3 separate regions of the Mus musculus genome follow, and all the other regions are linked to region 2. Evidence: chromatin contacts called from public Hi-C data. All regions are on one chromosome and are shown on one strand. The core of a region is the stretch at or near the end of the contact, and the rest is flanking DNA. Distances in the headings are between cores, read along the strand shown. Region 1 overlaps 2610206C17Rik (RIKEN cDNA 2610206C17 gene). Region 2 overlaps Gm31284 (a long non-coding RNA gene). Region 3 has its middle 73 kb from the start of Olfr291.

Region 1 (4,833 bases), core at 263-2,762, 300 kb after region 2:
AAAATGCATATTTATTGGAAATACATCTCTGAATGAGATAGGTGGAACAGTAAACATTATTAATATTTTATTTACTTATATGTCCATGGGTAAAGTTTTTAATTTTTTTGCTAGGGTTTAGCATAAATTCTCATTCTGTTTTTTATGATCAGCAGTGAGATTTTTTTAAAAAACTAAATAAGGAAACAAGAATGGAAGTTTTGTTATATTTAATTGATAATCTGTCAAAAACCAAAAACCCTGAAAACTTCCCATAATGACAAAATTGCTTTTGATGATTATCCACTTATTATTTGACTGGTTCCTAGTGTCATCCTGGTGTGTGCTCAAACAGGGAACTCTCTTTTGCTTTGGCATCCAGAAAGTTCCAGGCCTCTAAGGGAAGATATCAAGATGTTCAGATGTGGAGTAGAACACGGGAAAAGAAAACTACTATTCAGCTTTTTATACACTGGCTCATTCACAGGCATGACAAAACAAGTTGCGTGGGGACCCTCTAGGGTTTAGTGGAATGTCTTAGTACCCTTACAAGCTTGGGTTATATCTGCACCTGGCTTTTATAAGAAGTCCTTGGCACTTCTTCATGGTATTGCAGGGTCCACTGTTAGAAGCTTAAAGTCAAAATCTAGGATTTGGGTTAGGACTGTCCAATGCCCATCTACTTACTATCTTTTACCCCCACCCTTCAGGACTGAGTTCAACCTCTTCCAAGACTGCAGGGCCATAAAAAGATTCATGACTCCCTACCTCCAGCCCACACCTTGCCAATGTTCCGGCCCTACTGCCTTGGCTCCCTGGAAAGAATGCATCTCAAGCCGCAGGATCCTTGGCTATCTGGCATTTAACATGTCTCTCTAGTGTTTCTTACCAGAGCCATTGTGTCTCTCACCTACTTACTTCTGAGGTTCCCCATTCACGGACCACTGGTTACTGCGGGCAGACAGATTCTTTTCATGTTCATTTCCCATTCTCCCTCCCTCTCTCACTCTTCCCCACTCCCATCCTCTCTGTCTCCCATTCCCGTCTTTCCACTTTTTTTTTTCCCAGTAGGAAAAAGGATAGTTTATTAAGGAAACAGAAACAAATGAGCTTGGAAATATGCCAGAGGTGAGCTGAGCGAGTCCAGGCGGCTCTTTCTAAAGAATAGACTTGCCTTGCCTCAAGCCCCAGGGCTCACAGGCTGGGGTTTACTGAGCCTTTGAATGACCCTCAGTGACCTGTCCTGCCAGTCTTCCACCCGCTCCCTTTCTGCCTGCTTGTTGATTACATTCTACTCAATTTGAAACAGGGCGTTTTTTTTTCCCCCCAGATTCTGTTTGCTTTCCTCCCTCATCCGTATGCCTGGATCATTTATCCATGCCCGCTTCCAGCCTGGCAAACTCCTACACAAGCTGAAGCGTCAGCTCCCTGTAATCTCCTCCGAGAAGCTTTCCAACTCGCCCAAGGTGTTCCTGGCTATCAGCTAACTTGGCACACGCGGATAGGATTTTCAGGCATTTTCCTGTCTCCTTCACTAGAGGGAGTAATTCAAGGGCTGTACCGTCCCTCCCCAAATTCCAGTGAAAGAGCTCTTTGTGACGGAGGACGTTTGTTGCAGACACAGCCCTCACTGGCCTGCAGGTGTTTCCAGAGAAGAGTTGTCTTCTCTGGATTTTTGTTCCCGACCAAGCATTTGGTGTTGACCTGAAGCATTTCCCAGTCCGGCGTTCAGGAATTCTTACTGAAAAGGACCCTGATCTGAAAAGGTTGCGCTCTTCTAATGCACTTCCACTTGAGAACACGAGATGGCACCCGTGAAGAGGAAGAGCTGTTAGGCTGGCCCTGGACAGTTTCTTTCTTTCTTTCTTTCTTTCTTTCTTTCTTTCTTTCTTTCTTTCTTTCTTTCTTTCTTTCTTTCTTTCTTTCTTTCTTTCTTTCTTTCTTTCTTTCTTTCTTTCTTTCTTTCTTTCTTTCTTTCTTTCTTTCTTTCCTTCCTTCCTTCCTTCCTTCCTTCTTTCTTTCTTTCTTTCTTTCTTTCTTTCTTTCTTTCTTTCTCTCTCTCTTTCTCTCGTTCTCTCTCTCGTTCTTTCTGTCTTTCTTTTTCTTTCTTATCTCTTTCTTTCTCTCTTCCTTTCTCTTTCTTTCTTTCTTTCTCTCTCTTTCCCTTTCTTTCTTTCTTTCTCTCTCTCTTTCTCTCTCTCTCGTTCTTTCTTTCTGTCTTTCTTTTCTCTCTCTTTCTTTCTCCCTTCCTCCTTTCTTTCTCTTTCTTTCTTTCTTTCTCTCTTTCTCTCTCTCTCGTTCTTTCTTTCTGTCTTTCTTTTCTCTCTCTTTCTTTCTCCCTTCCTCCTTTCTTTCTTTCTTTCTTTCTTTCTTTCTTTCTTTCTTTCTTTCTTTCTTTCTTTCTTTTTTCCTTTTCTGGATTAGTCTATATGCAACTAATTTGAGATGATGAACCACAATTTATTCTGACACCTTCCCTTCTCTCTCCCTAAACTCACTTTCTATCCTCTTCCTGTACAAAAGAAAACCTGAGCTATCTAGCTCTAAAGAGTTATTTTTGCTTAAAAGCTAAAATTAAAACTCTGTGCTGTGAAACTTTGCTCTCTAAGCATGGTGTAGTGGCTATTCCTGGTTGTCAACTTGACAATATTTGGAATGAACTACAATCCGGAATTGGAAGGCTCACCAGTGACCCTTATCTGGAGGCTTGGAGATCCTTATCTGGATCTTGGTTTGAAGATCTTGAGCCATAGTGGCTATGGATTCCAGAAGATTGAATCTCCGAGTTTAAGGAACACACCCTTAATCTGGGCTACGCCTTTCATCTGGGATTAAAGGTGTGGTGGAACACACCTTTAATCTGGGCTCCACCTTCTGCTGGAGACAATATAAGGACATTGGAAGAAGGGAGTCTAGCTCTTGCTCTTGCTCCTTCGCCTGCTTGCTGCGTGAGACTGAGTAACTGCTAGATCCTTGGACTTCCATTCACAGCTGCGACTGAATCATTGTTGGGAATTGGGCTGCCGACTGTAAGTCATCAATAAATTCCTTTACTATTTAGAAATTATCCATAAGTTCTGTGACTCTAGAGAACCCTGACTAATACACATGGGTATTGGAGTCTTGCTGTCAGAGCACCTGTGATTATCTACACCAAACATTGGGCCCACTAACCCTTTTTTATGAGGACAAGGAGGTCTTAACAGGACCCTGCCTTTCCCTGAGGATGTATAAACTGGTATAGCCGTAGATAAGTTGTTGGATTCCCTGTAGATCAGTGGTTCTTAGCCTTCCTTACGCTGTGAACCTTCCTCACATTGTGGTGAGCCCATCCATAAAATCACTTTCATTGCTACTTCATAGCTTGCTACTGTTACGAATTGTAATGTAAATATCGAATATCCAAGATATCTGATGTGTATCCTCTGCCTCCAGAGTGTCAAGACTCACAGGTTGAGAACCACTACTGTAGATAATTCCATCACCCTGTAAGTAAACCCAATTAGCTCATTGTCTCACCCATCTAGGCTTGAATGGAATAATTTTTTTGGTCTGTTGTTGGTGCCGTTTGGAATGAGTAGGTATTTGTTCATTCTTCCCTCCAAAGAGTTAATGCTATTTAATAAAAAAAAATATTCTTCACAAAAAAGAGGGGGAAAAACCCCACCTAGAATGTTGGTTCATGACTTTAGTCACAGCACTCAGAAGGCAGAGGCAGGTGAATCTCTGAATCCCATGCCAGTCTGGTCTACAGAGAGTTCCAGGACAGCCAGTGCTACATGGAGAAACCTTGTCTCAAAAAAAACAACCAAACACCACTCCCTCAAAAGAGCCTGAAGTGACTCTGTTTAGCTTTTCTTCTCAGTGTTAAAGGCTGATTGAGGAAGGAAAAGTTTATTTTGCTCAGAGAGTACAGTTCACTAAGACAGGGATGTCACGTCAGCAGGGACGAAAGGTCATGCAGGACCCTCAGTCAGAAATCAGAGACAATTGCTGCTACTTACCAGGAGATTTGCTTAGGGTCTTAAGTGTGGACTGTGCCCAGGGGGCTGCTCTTGGAATACAAGGACCTGCCGGTGCTTTGCAAACCTGGAGCCCTTCATTTTGGCTTCATCTTGGGCCCCTTCACTTCTGCCTGAGATCCCACATATGACAGCATAATCCTCCTGATGGAATGAGAGAATCTGGGATGTGGACTAGTTCATAGTGTGCTTGCCTGGTATATCAGAAGCCCTGAATTTGATATCCAGCACGATGTAAATCAACTATGGTAGCACATGCAATATCATCATTCGGGAGGCAGAGGCAGAGGATCAGAGGTTTGTCTGAGGTCATTTTCAGCTATAAAGGCAGTTTAAGGACAGCTAGAGATACACTATACCCTATTTGAAAATTAAGAAGGAGGAGGGGAGGGGATGAGAGAAGAGGTTGCAGGACAGGAGAAAGAAGATCAGCCTTTGACCTTCAACTCCTCTGCATTAAGGTGGTAAGGGTGACTCCTGCAGGGTTCCACAGATGGGGCTTGGCTCACTGTGAGAAGCCTTTCATGGTTGCCAGCAAGGCAACTGATGGAACTCTGAGTGTTGTCACTCAATAGCTGGAGTCTGAGAATGAAAGGTAGGTTCTAAAAGAAGCTTCTAAAACCTAAGGTTTTAGAATAGAGTGGGTGTTGAAAGTGTATATGAGGATGGAGCAGGGACATCAACGATCACAAAGAGAGGGGCTTTCCCTTGAAAGTGACAAGTTACTAGACAGATGGAAGCTTCCCAGTGGCACTGGAAAACAGACTCTAAAGGTATTTGAATTCATAGAAGATATTGTATCTTTGGGGAATTTCTTTTTAAAAAAGACTTA
Region 2 (4,169 bases), core at 1,442-3,941:
GAATTTATGCACAGCACATAGTGGCCTACATGCATCAATGTATTTATCTTCTAAAACCTTATAAAGTAGACAATTATTTAATGCACTTTACAATGAGGAAACTGAGGCAACACAGTTGCTAGTGAGAGGTAGAATTCTGATAAGTCAATCTGATCTCAAGGCACAAACTCCTGGTGTCCCCAGCCCTTGTCATAGGCACAAAACTCATTCAACCTAAAAAGAAATTTCTTTGAGGTTTTAAGTTTTCAGACATATTGTACATATTGTATGTTGAGCACATACCCCTTCTAAGCTCCAATTCTCCCTTTTTTGATCCCTCCCATTAGTCCTCTTTGTCCCCCAAAGAGTTCAGTTCTGTTTTCATATTGTATATGCACGTATGCTTTTGTGTCTTTCTAGAAATCATAAATGAAAGAAAACATGATATTCATCTTTAAGACTGACTTAATTAATTTAATATGACTTCTATTTGCATCTGTCCTGGGAAACAACAGGACTTCGCTCTTATTTATGGATTAAAAAAATACCTCACACACATTTTCCGATAGAAAGACAGGCAGACAGATAATCACATCTCTCTCATCAATTCCTCCACTTCTGAGTCTCGCTGAATTAAAAAGGAACCAGCCAGTTGGCATTTGGATAAATGCTCCTTTAAGGCCCCAAGGTGGTGCTATTGGTAGATGGTAGCACTTTCAGGATGTGGGGCTTAGCGCCCACTGCTGGTGCAAGTGTAGAATGACATACTCTCTTCACAAAATGGACTCTTGGTAGTTTAGTAAAAAGAAAAAAGTTACAGGTGCCCTTTCTGGTCATCCTCCCTACACCACAGTGAAATCTTCACCCAAGAGCAATGGAAGCACATGCCTGTTAAACAAATGTGCACTCCACCTCTATTAATTTATAACCCAAACCAGCAAACACACGTTTTCAACAGATGACGGGTGAGCAAGGTTTGCGCATTCATACTGTAAATAGTGATTCGGCAGCAAACAAGGAGCAAATCTAGGACACATACAACAACATGGCCATAACTCCCAGTGAGTATGCTGGTGGAAGAAGCCTGACAACAAAGACCTGGGTTAAATAATTCCATTTATAAGAAATGAAAAAGAAAGCCACAGTAAGCCACAGTGGCTCGGAGGGTAATCTCGCGGCATGGGGACTTGAGTTGAGATCTTCAGCACCCACATAAAAAAAAAAAAGCCAGGTGAAGATAAATGCCTCTGTAGTCCTAGCTCTGGAGGGCAGGAGGCAGACACATCACTAGAGCTAACTGGGCAACTGGTCAGTACCAGGTTCAGTGAGATACAGTCTCACGCAGGGTGGAGAGCAGTAGAGGAAAGGACATTGTAACTTTCAGCCCCTAGGAACATTCACGAGCACACACACACACACACACACACACACCCCATGCATAGTCACACAGATGCATGCACACTCACACACATGCATGCACATTTGCACACTCATGAAGACCCACATACAGCACTTACACAAAGAAACACTCTAACATGCCTTTTTAGATTATGATTCTTTAATCTGGAATAAATATGACATTCTTGTGCTTATTCAGTGTCTATACTGCAAGCTTAATTATGTGAATAAATATCTTCTTGACATGAATGGGAGTGGCGTAATTGGTTCCCGTGACCAAAGACAGCCTTTTCAAAGATTAACTGTCTCTCACCATATGTTTCATGAATTTCCTATTTTCCTGTCTAGTGTTGCAAAACCCATCCCAAATATAAATATTTCCCCTTACACATACACAAAACTTTTCTCTGCTTACTTTTCTTTGAAGCTTCTAAACAAAACTCCACCCTTGTGAACTCTAGCTAGCAAACAGAAATTTGCACCGCTAAATAAAATTGTAAATGCATGGTTAATGGATACCCTTTCCATCTGAGTTTTGTGTTTGAATAGACATTTAATTCCCAAGAAAATACTGATGTAAAGGACTTTCAAGTCTTTGGGGTTTGGTAAATCCCCATATTTCCATGCCTGTTGCTAAGCAGAGTTTTTATTTTGATGTGGTTTGCAAAAAAGACTTTATAAAGCCTTTCTTTTCAAAATGAAAATATAAAAAGCCAATGAATTGGCTTTAAAGAGCACATCAAACAACCTCTGCATAGTGAATGGAGAGGGAGCAGGCTCTGGACTCTCTGCTCACTAATCCATGAGTGGCTTAATCAGATTATAAAGACCCATGTGTAGCAGATGAGATACACCCTGTTGTGCACTTGTGCATCTGAAAGTTAATTTCTGCTTGAACTGATGTGGTTTGAAAACCAGGAACTTTTAATTGAATAGTTCCCTCAGTCTGAAGGTGGATCTTGGTTATTAAAGGTATATTCATTAATACACAGTGAAAAATATTACTTGTACATATTTGTCTCCCAACTTTCCATTAAAAAAGAACAGATTCAATTAAAGTTTAAAATTAGAACAAAAAAGGAACCAGAACATGAATGTCTACTCTAGGACAAAGTTGCTGTTTTATTTCCAGAATGAAATACATGTTCTCTTTCACACCAGCTGGCAGTTCTTGAAGATGATCACAATTGCTTCCTACCTGTGAGTTTTCACTTCCTCAGAAAACAATCTCCACAGTGTGGCTTAGACCTCATGTCTGGCTGCTAGAGACTGGAGCACAACACTGTGAGGCTGCTTTCAATGTGACTCCCCTCTCTCGGGCTGGCACTGCCCCCAGTTCTTACTGCTCTGATGAAGCTAGCAGCTGGCGTTGAGCTACACTATAGAGAAGCCCAGCTGGCAGGCCTGGAGATAGCCTGTTGTCAAGAGCTAGTACCTACCAACAACCACATGAGCTGGGAAGCAAGCTCTTCCTAGTCAGTCTCAAGGTGACTGAAGCCCCATCTACTGACTGGATGGTGGCTTGAGAGCTCTGAAACACAGGTCCTCTGAGCCCCACTAAAGCTGCGAGCTCATTCCTGCTGTTGCTCAGAGCTTCAGTGTATTTTGTAGTATAGCAGTAGCTATCGTGTTTGGTCTCAGCTGTTCCTGATGTTGTTCACCACTTAGGTACATGAGCCTAAAGAGACATCTTTAAACAAGATCAGAAATTGCAAGAAAATAATACATTTGCTGAACATGGTCATCTCTCAGAATCCACTGGGAATGATTGTAATGGACACACCCCTCCCGCCCCAAAATCTGAAGCTGTTCAAGTTCCTTGTATAAAATGGTGCCTAGAATTTGCATGCATCTTCCACATGCATTATCTCTAATTATAATTGTAAATGTGATGTGAAGGCTGTTTACGTAGTTGTCATGTTGTGTTGAGGAAATAAAAATAATTTTTACACTAAAACTACAGATTGTTTTAAAAAAACAAAACAAAACAAAACAAAATGAATTTTCTGTGCTTTTGGTTCCATCCCCAGATGTAGAAGCTGCAGGCAAGGAGCTAAGTGCACCATGCTTTGATGTCACGTGAAACAGGCAACAAATTCAAAGCAGCTGATTATTCTTTCTTGTTTCACAAAGAAGACTGAAAATCATAAATGCAATGGATAAATAAGAGAGTGGAAAAGTTCAATGCCTATGGCAATAACTAGGGTCTATCATTTCCAAATCCATTTAAATTGATGAGATTGGAAAAAAACAAAAACAAAAACAAAAAAAAAAAAGCAAAACCAAGCCAAACAATTACTAAGCCTGTGAATGCCCCAAGAGACTTGCAAAATAGATGTTGTCTTCTTTTTTTTTATTTAATTAATTATTTATTTAATCAGAAATAAGAGTATCCATTTGCAATAATTAAGTATAAGTCCTCAAAAATTAACACCATTATGTGGAAACAGGTAGAAACTGAAGACATTGAGAACAAATTTTTACAATTTGACATGTACATTTTTTTAAATACTAAAGTATTATCTTAAGCCATTACTATTTTGATGATGTAAAGAACAAGGTTATATGGCCAGTTATTTTTGTGTTCTTATGAGTTGTATATGCATAAACAATTGCAAAATTGCAAATTCATAGTATCTGAGGGATGAACAACTTTAAGCAATTGTAAACTCTGAGGACGCTCTCTCTCTCTCTCTCTCTCTATATATATATATATATATACTCTTAATATACAAATTAAAGCTTTATGTTTTAACATTTTAAAACACTGGCTACAGCACACTATTCGATTA
Region 3 (4,445 bases), core at 458-2,957, 330 kb after region 2:
ATCTATCTATCAAGTATATATGTGTATATAAAGATTTATCTTGAACAGTCTTGTCATTAAATTGATTATCCAGAAATGGTGAGGAAGAACCCTTAATTGCCAGCTTCCAGAACTGTGGGTGAACACACTCTTGTCTATTGTAAATTACCCATTATAAATTTCTGGTTATTATAAACAGGTATTCTGTTATGGAAGCCAGTTGTTTAGACCTTTATCCACAGAAATACAAGTCTTTGCAGTATATGCTATAATTTTTCCCCAGCTTGTTAGATATCATTTTGTTTTTTGCTGTGACAGTTTAAAGTATTTTGTTAGCAAAGCTATCTACCTTTTGCTTCACTACCTATGCTTCTGAGAAAAGATTTTCTCAATAAGGTTATTGTCTTATTTTCTTTGGAACTTATAGAGTCAGTTTTTACACTATATCTCTAATTAATTTAGGTTTTTTTCCTTATGAATGTTGTTTCAACACTTATTTATTAAAAAAAAAGAATGTCCCAGTGGTTTGAGATGGCTTTAGATCTATTTTCTGCCTTTCCGTTAGTCCACAGTCCCTTTGAGTATTACAGCATCAGCACTGCCTTATAAATCAGGCTTTACAGTCTGACTTAATATCTGGAAGCCATAATCTCCACCTGTGATCTTTATTTTCAATGCTTTTTTTTTAAAAAGTTTGAAATGCTTGAATTCTCATATGAACTCACTGTTAACATGGGTCTACCAAACTTTCACATTACCTTGTAAAATTTTAGAATCCAGCTTGTTATTTAAAAGATTTAAGACCTTTATAGGCTGAAAATGAACTCTTAATCCACTGGATTTCCTGGTTGTTCATATAGGGTAACTGTAGTGCTCTTCTCTATATGTGCGACAGTGTTGTTACCAGACTCTCCCAACACAGAAGTACCCCAGGGTCTCTCTCCACTTTCCAATAAGCTTTCTGTGAAGACTTCCTACAGGAGAACCAAGTTCGAGTTATTCTACAGTGACATGACTGCCGAACTCTGTGACAATAAAGATCAGGATGACTCTCTCTGAATTCTAAATTCTCCAGAGGTAAGAGAACAACGTCCTCTAGGCAGGGCCTATTTCTGTATGTGGTCCATGTGGTTCACCAGCCAAGGTACCCACTCAAATGGAGGAAGATGCCTTGTAGGTCGAGGGAGTCTTTTGTTCTTTAACCTATAGGAATTAGTACCTGGGGGCAGCAGGTCTTTTTCTATCTTGCCACCTCAATCTAGCAGTCCTCAAGGAGCCAACAACAGGAACCTGGGCTGCAGCACCACTAGCAGTGGGCAGCACCAGACACCTCATCGCCCCCTGCTGGAGACAGCGTGTGCCGCAGGCGAGGCTGGATAGCGTTGGCCCCTGTGATCTCAGTTCTTTCAGAATCGAAGGACGCTGAGCGATGGGTATAGATGAGGCAGCATCTGCAGCCCCCATGGCTGGAGGTCCCAAATTCTGAGGCGATTGTATAAGCCCTGTGTACCTCGCATCACAGAAACTACGGTTTTGAAAGTCCAATACACACGTTTTTTTCTCTTTCTTTCTTTCTTTTTCTTAATCTGCGCAGGCGCAGTTCCGGCGCGCACCCGGCCTCTCAGGTGGGTACGTGTCATCCGGTGGGGCCGGGTCCTCCCGTGTTGCTCACGTCCACAGTGAGACTCAAGTCTTCTTTTATAACGCGTAGTCATTTTGGGAGCGCGCTTTTGATCCGATGGTCGCTCTGGCCACTTGGGGGCGCACAAACTTGTAGTTAGCTCCTCTGAGAGCATTGGCCTGTCTGGTAGTGGATTTTGTTTTCCAGAATGAAACCCTTGTCCCATTAAGAGGAAGACTTTGTCAGTGTTTTAGATAGAGCACGGTAAATGTAGGTTACTTATTATTCAACATCTAGTAGTACCCGAGGGATGAAAAAAGATGATATCTTCCCTATAAAGCAAGAGAAAATCGTGAAGACGAAGAATACAAAAACAACAGCCATGTACCTATGTATGTATGTATGTATGTATGTATGTATGTGGCAACCTAGATGGGAGAGCTGGAACATTTTCTAAAGGAATATGATCAGGTGAGTTTACACGAGGGAAACAAGTGATGTTTTCAAAGGAAAGCAGAGTGATGGAGCCTTGGAAGACACATCTGGATTTAATCTGGCTTCTCTGCTTTTGCATTAGCTTCATCTTTGTACTGGTTAATTCTGAACCTGTTTCCTTATCAAGATAATAATAGATAAAATTACCCTTGCAAACCCATGGTGAGAGTTAGAGTTGTGGAAAGAGAGGTAGGATGAACGTTTTTTTTTTTTTTTTTTCTTCCTGTACTGGCTAAGTTAGCATTCAGGGTTATCCTTATAGTCCCTGAAAGGAGCAGATTGCTTTTCTGTTTTGCTTTTGTTTCTTTTTGTTTTCTGTTTTTGTTTTGCCAGGGATGGGAAACTAGGGCCCCAGGCATCCTGGAATAGCAGCTCTATTGTCTGGGTTTACTATGTCAGAAACATGATTGGACATGTTTGTGTTTTTCTACGTCAGAGTTTATTATTAATATTACTATTGCAATAAATTGACAATGTATAGAGGTTTTAATGGCAGCTATTTGGAAGATATTTCTGCTTTCCTTGGCAACCCTGGATGAAGTAAACACAGTTTTTTTTTTTATTCTACTCTTAATATTAAATCTCAGTTCACATAGTACACAACTCATCTTAGCATAAACTCCCTCCCCCCTTTCTTCTTAAAAAACCATTCCTGCAGTGCTTCCTGCTGCTGTCTTTGTGGGGTGCAGAGCAGCCCACTGATCCTTCTAGGGTAAATAAATCTCCTTTGGAGTAAGGGTTTGGTGTATGGGTGTGTTTTGTGTAGACTTGGAGGTCCTTTCATTTTGGTGATGTGACTAAGATTGGCTAGTAGCTCTGCCCTCCCTTCTACACTTTCTGGTCCTTCTGTTGCCTCAACTTCTTATCCCCCATTTCTTGCTGTTTCAAGCATCCCCTAGGTTTTTTGGGTTTTGATAGATCATTGAGCATTCCTGCTCTGTTCTATTGTCCCTGCTCTGTCTTGTGGGACCAGAAAGACTGCACCGAGCCACAAACTTTATTGGTTTGGGCAGACTCGTATGGATGATTCGTAGGCATTTTCTGTTGAGTTTGGCATTGTTTGTGGATTCCCCTTCAAAATCTGGTGTCTGTTATTAAACGTCCAAAAATCCTGTTAATAGGTTAAAAAATGTCTAGTTTCCTTTACCTCAGACCTTACCACCTTTATCAAACATTTTATAACACAATCTTGTGACCATACCTTTCATGACGTCTCTATGCTCCTTTCCAATAACCTCCTCTCTGGGTAATGCATACATGTATGGAAAAAGGCCTGTGACCATGCAGATCAAATACACCAAACACACAGGACCTACCTTGCCAGAGCTGCAGCAGCCTCTAACATAGATACTCATTGAGATTACAATGACGGTGATGATTATCAGGCCAGGGACTGGTTTATTACTTGTCTCCTTTCTGGCCTGAGGAGAGCTACCCTAAAACCAATTAACTTTCAAAAAGTCCATGAGATAATTGGGCAAGCCTGAAAATCCCTCTCATTTCCTCTGATGCACCACACAGTCCCTACTTGAACATGCAAACATAGACCTAGACACCTTAGTTGACCAACAACTTTTTATGATCTATGTTTTGCTCAGTTCTACTCAGACATAAGGGCCAAATTCAAATGACCAAGGCCTACTTTTACCCCAAGCCAAGGTTCTGGCCTTGGCTTTTAAGGTCTTCCATAATTGTAATGAGTGCAACACAAGTACTAACTCTTGGATCAGGATCTCTAATGAATTCCCAGAAGGAGCCACTAGGTCCCTGCTTCAAGTGTGGCAAGGAAGGTCACTGTGCCTGCACCTGTTCAAATCTTTGAAGGCCTACCTGTTCTTGTTCTAAGTGTCCACAGGGTTACTGGGGATCACTAGGGCACAACTTCCCTGGGTTCCATCCAGCCTTCCTGAATTCTTCTTGGACCTGTTTGGCCTAGCAACTGAGGACTGACAGGGCCTGGGCTCTGACCACGTCCATTAAACTCTAGGAGCCTAGGGTCTCACTTCTGTCAGGTTGCCTCATCACATTCCTCCTGTATACTGGGTCCACTTTCTCAGTCATGATGGAATTCTGGGGGGTCCACTCACCCCCTTTCCCTCTTTCATATCCCTCCCACTTAGCTGGAGTACATAGCCACCTTTCCAGACCCCTCCCTTAACTTGTTCTTTTAAAGGCTTTTTCTTTCCCCACTCCTTCCTCTTTATATTTTCATGCCCTATTCTTTTACTAGGGAGAGATGTCCTCTCTGAAATAATAAATATGCCTTCCAACCTGGCCACAACTCTGTGTCCCTCATCCTCCTTTCTTTGACCTCCACTTGTACTCTTTCTCTCTCCTGAATCCTCAGACC

What was found. A called contact is a pair of places that touch in the nucleus more often than the background predicts.
Region 1: a contact with region 2 is called in a Hi-C map of cerebral cortex, with 4 times the contacts expected there. The contact joins two enhancer-like sites. A contact is called at or near these places in 2 of 484 Hi-C or Micro-C datasets (3T3-L1-derived adipocytes and cerebral cortex) and 2 of 115 datasets of contacts at active chromatin or transcription factors (bone marrow-derived dendritic cells and embryonic midbrain).
Region 3: a contact with region 2 is called in a Hi-C map of cerebral cortex, with 2.7 times the contacts expected there. The contact joins two enhancer-like sites. A contact is called at or near these places in 4 of 39 promoter capture datasets (the 3T3-L1 cell line, the HPC-7 cell line and hippocampal neurons), 16 of 484 Hi-C or Micro-C datasets (the CH12 cell line, the MNK3 cell line, adipose-derived mesenchymal stem cells and 10 more) and 2 of 115 datasets of contacts at active chromatin or transcription factors (embryonic stem cells and neural progenitor cells).

What each region holds. Positions count from the first base shown.
Region 1 is chr7:84,748,454-84,753,286 of GRCm38.p6, forward strand. All of the region lies in intron 2 of 2610206C17Rik (RIKEN cDNA 2610206C17 gene), which reads left to right. Among named protein-coding and RNA genes, the nearest start is that of Zfand6, 61 kb to the left of the region's middle. Within about 2 kb of position 1,513, at least 107 of the 459 cell types and tissues checked have an H3K27ac peak or open chromatin away from gene starts, as enhancers often do. A contact at or near this core is called in cerebral cortex, where this site is marked.
Region 2 is chr7:84,446,565-84,450,733 of GRCm38.p6, forward strand. The region is part of intron 1 of Gm31284 (a long non-coding RNA gene); the gene reads left to right. Among named protein-coding and RNA genes, the nearest start is that of Gm31284, 18 kb to the left of the region's middle. Within about 2 kb of position 2,692, at least 32 of the 459 cell types and tissues checked have an H3K27ac peak or open chromatin away from gene starts, as enhancers often do. A contact at or near this core is called in the CH12 cell line, cerebral cortex, cortical neurons and 2 more, where this site is marked.
Region 3 is chr7:84,778,019-84,782,463 of GRCm38.p6, forward strand. No RefSeq gene overlaps it. Among named protein-coding and RNA genes, the nearest start is that of Olfr291, 73 kb to the right of the region's middle. Within about 2 kb of position 1,708, at least 282 of the 459 cell types and tissues checked have an H3K27ac peak or open chromatin away from gene starts, as enhancers often do. A contact at or near this core is called in the CH12 cell line, cerebral cortex, cortical neurons and 2 more, where this site is marked.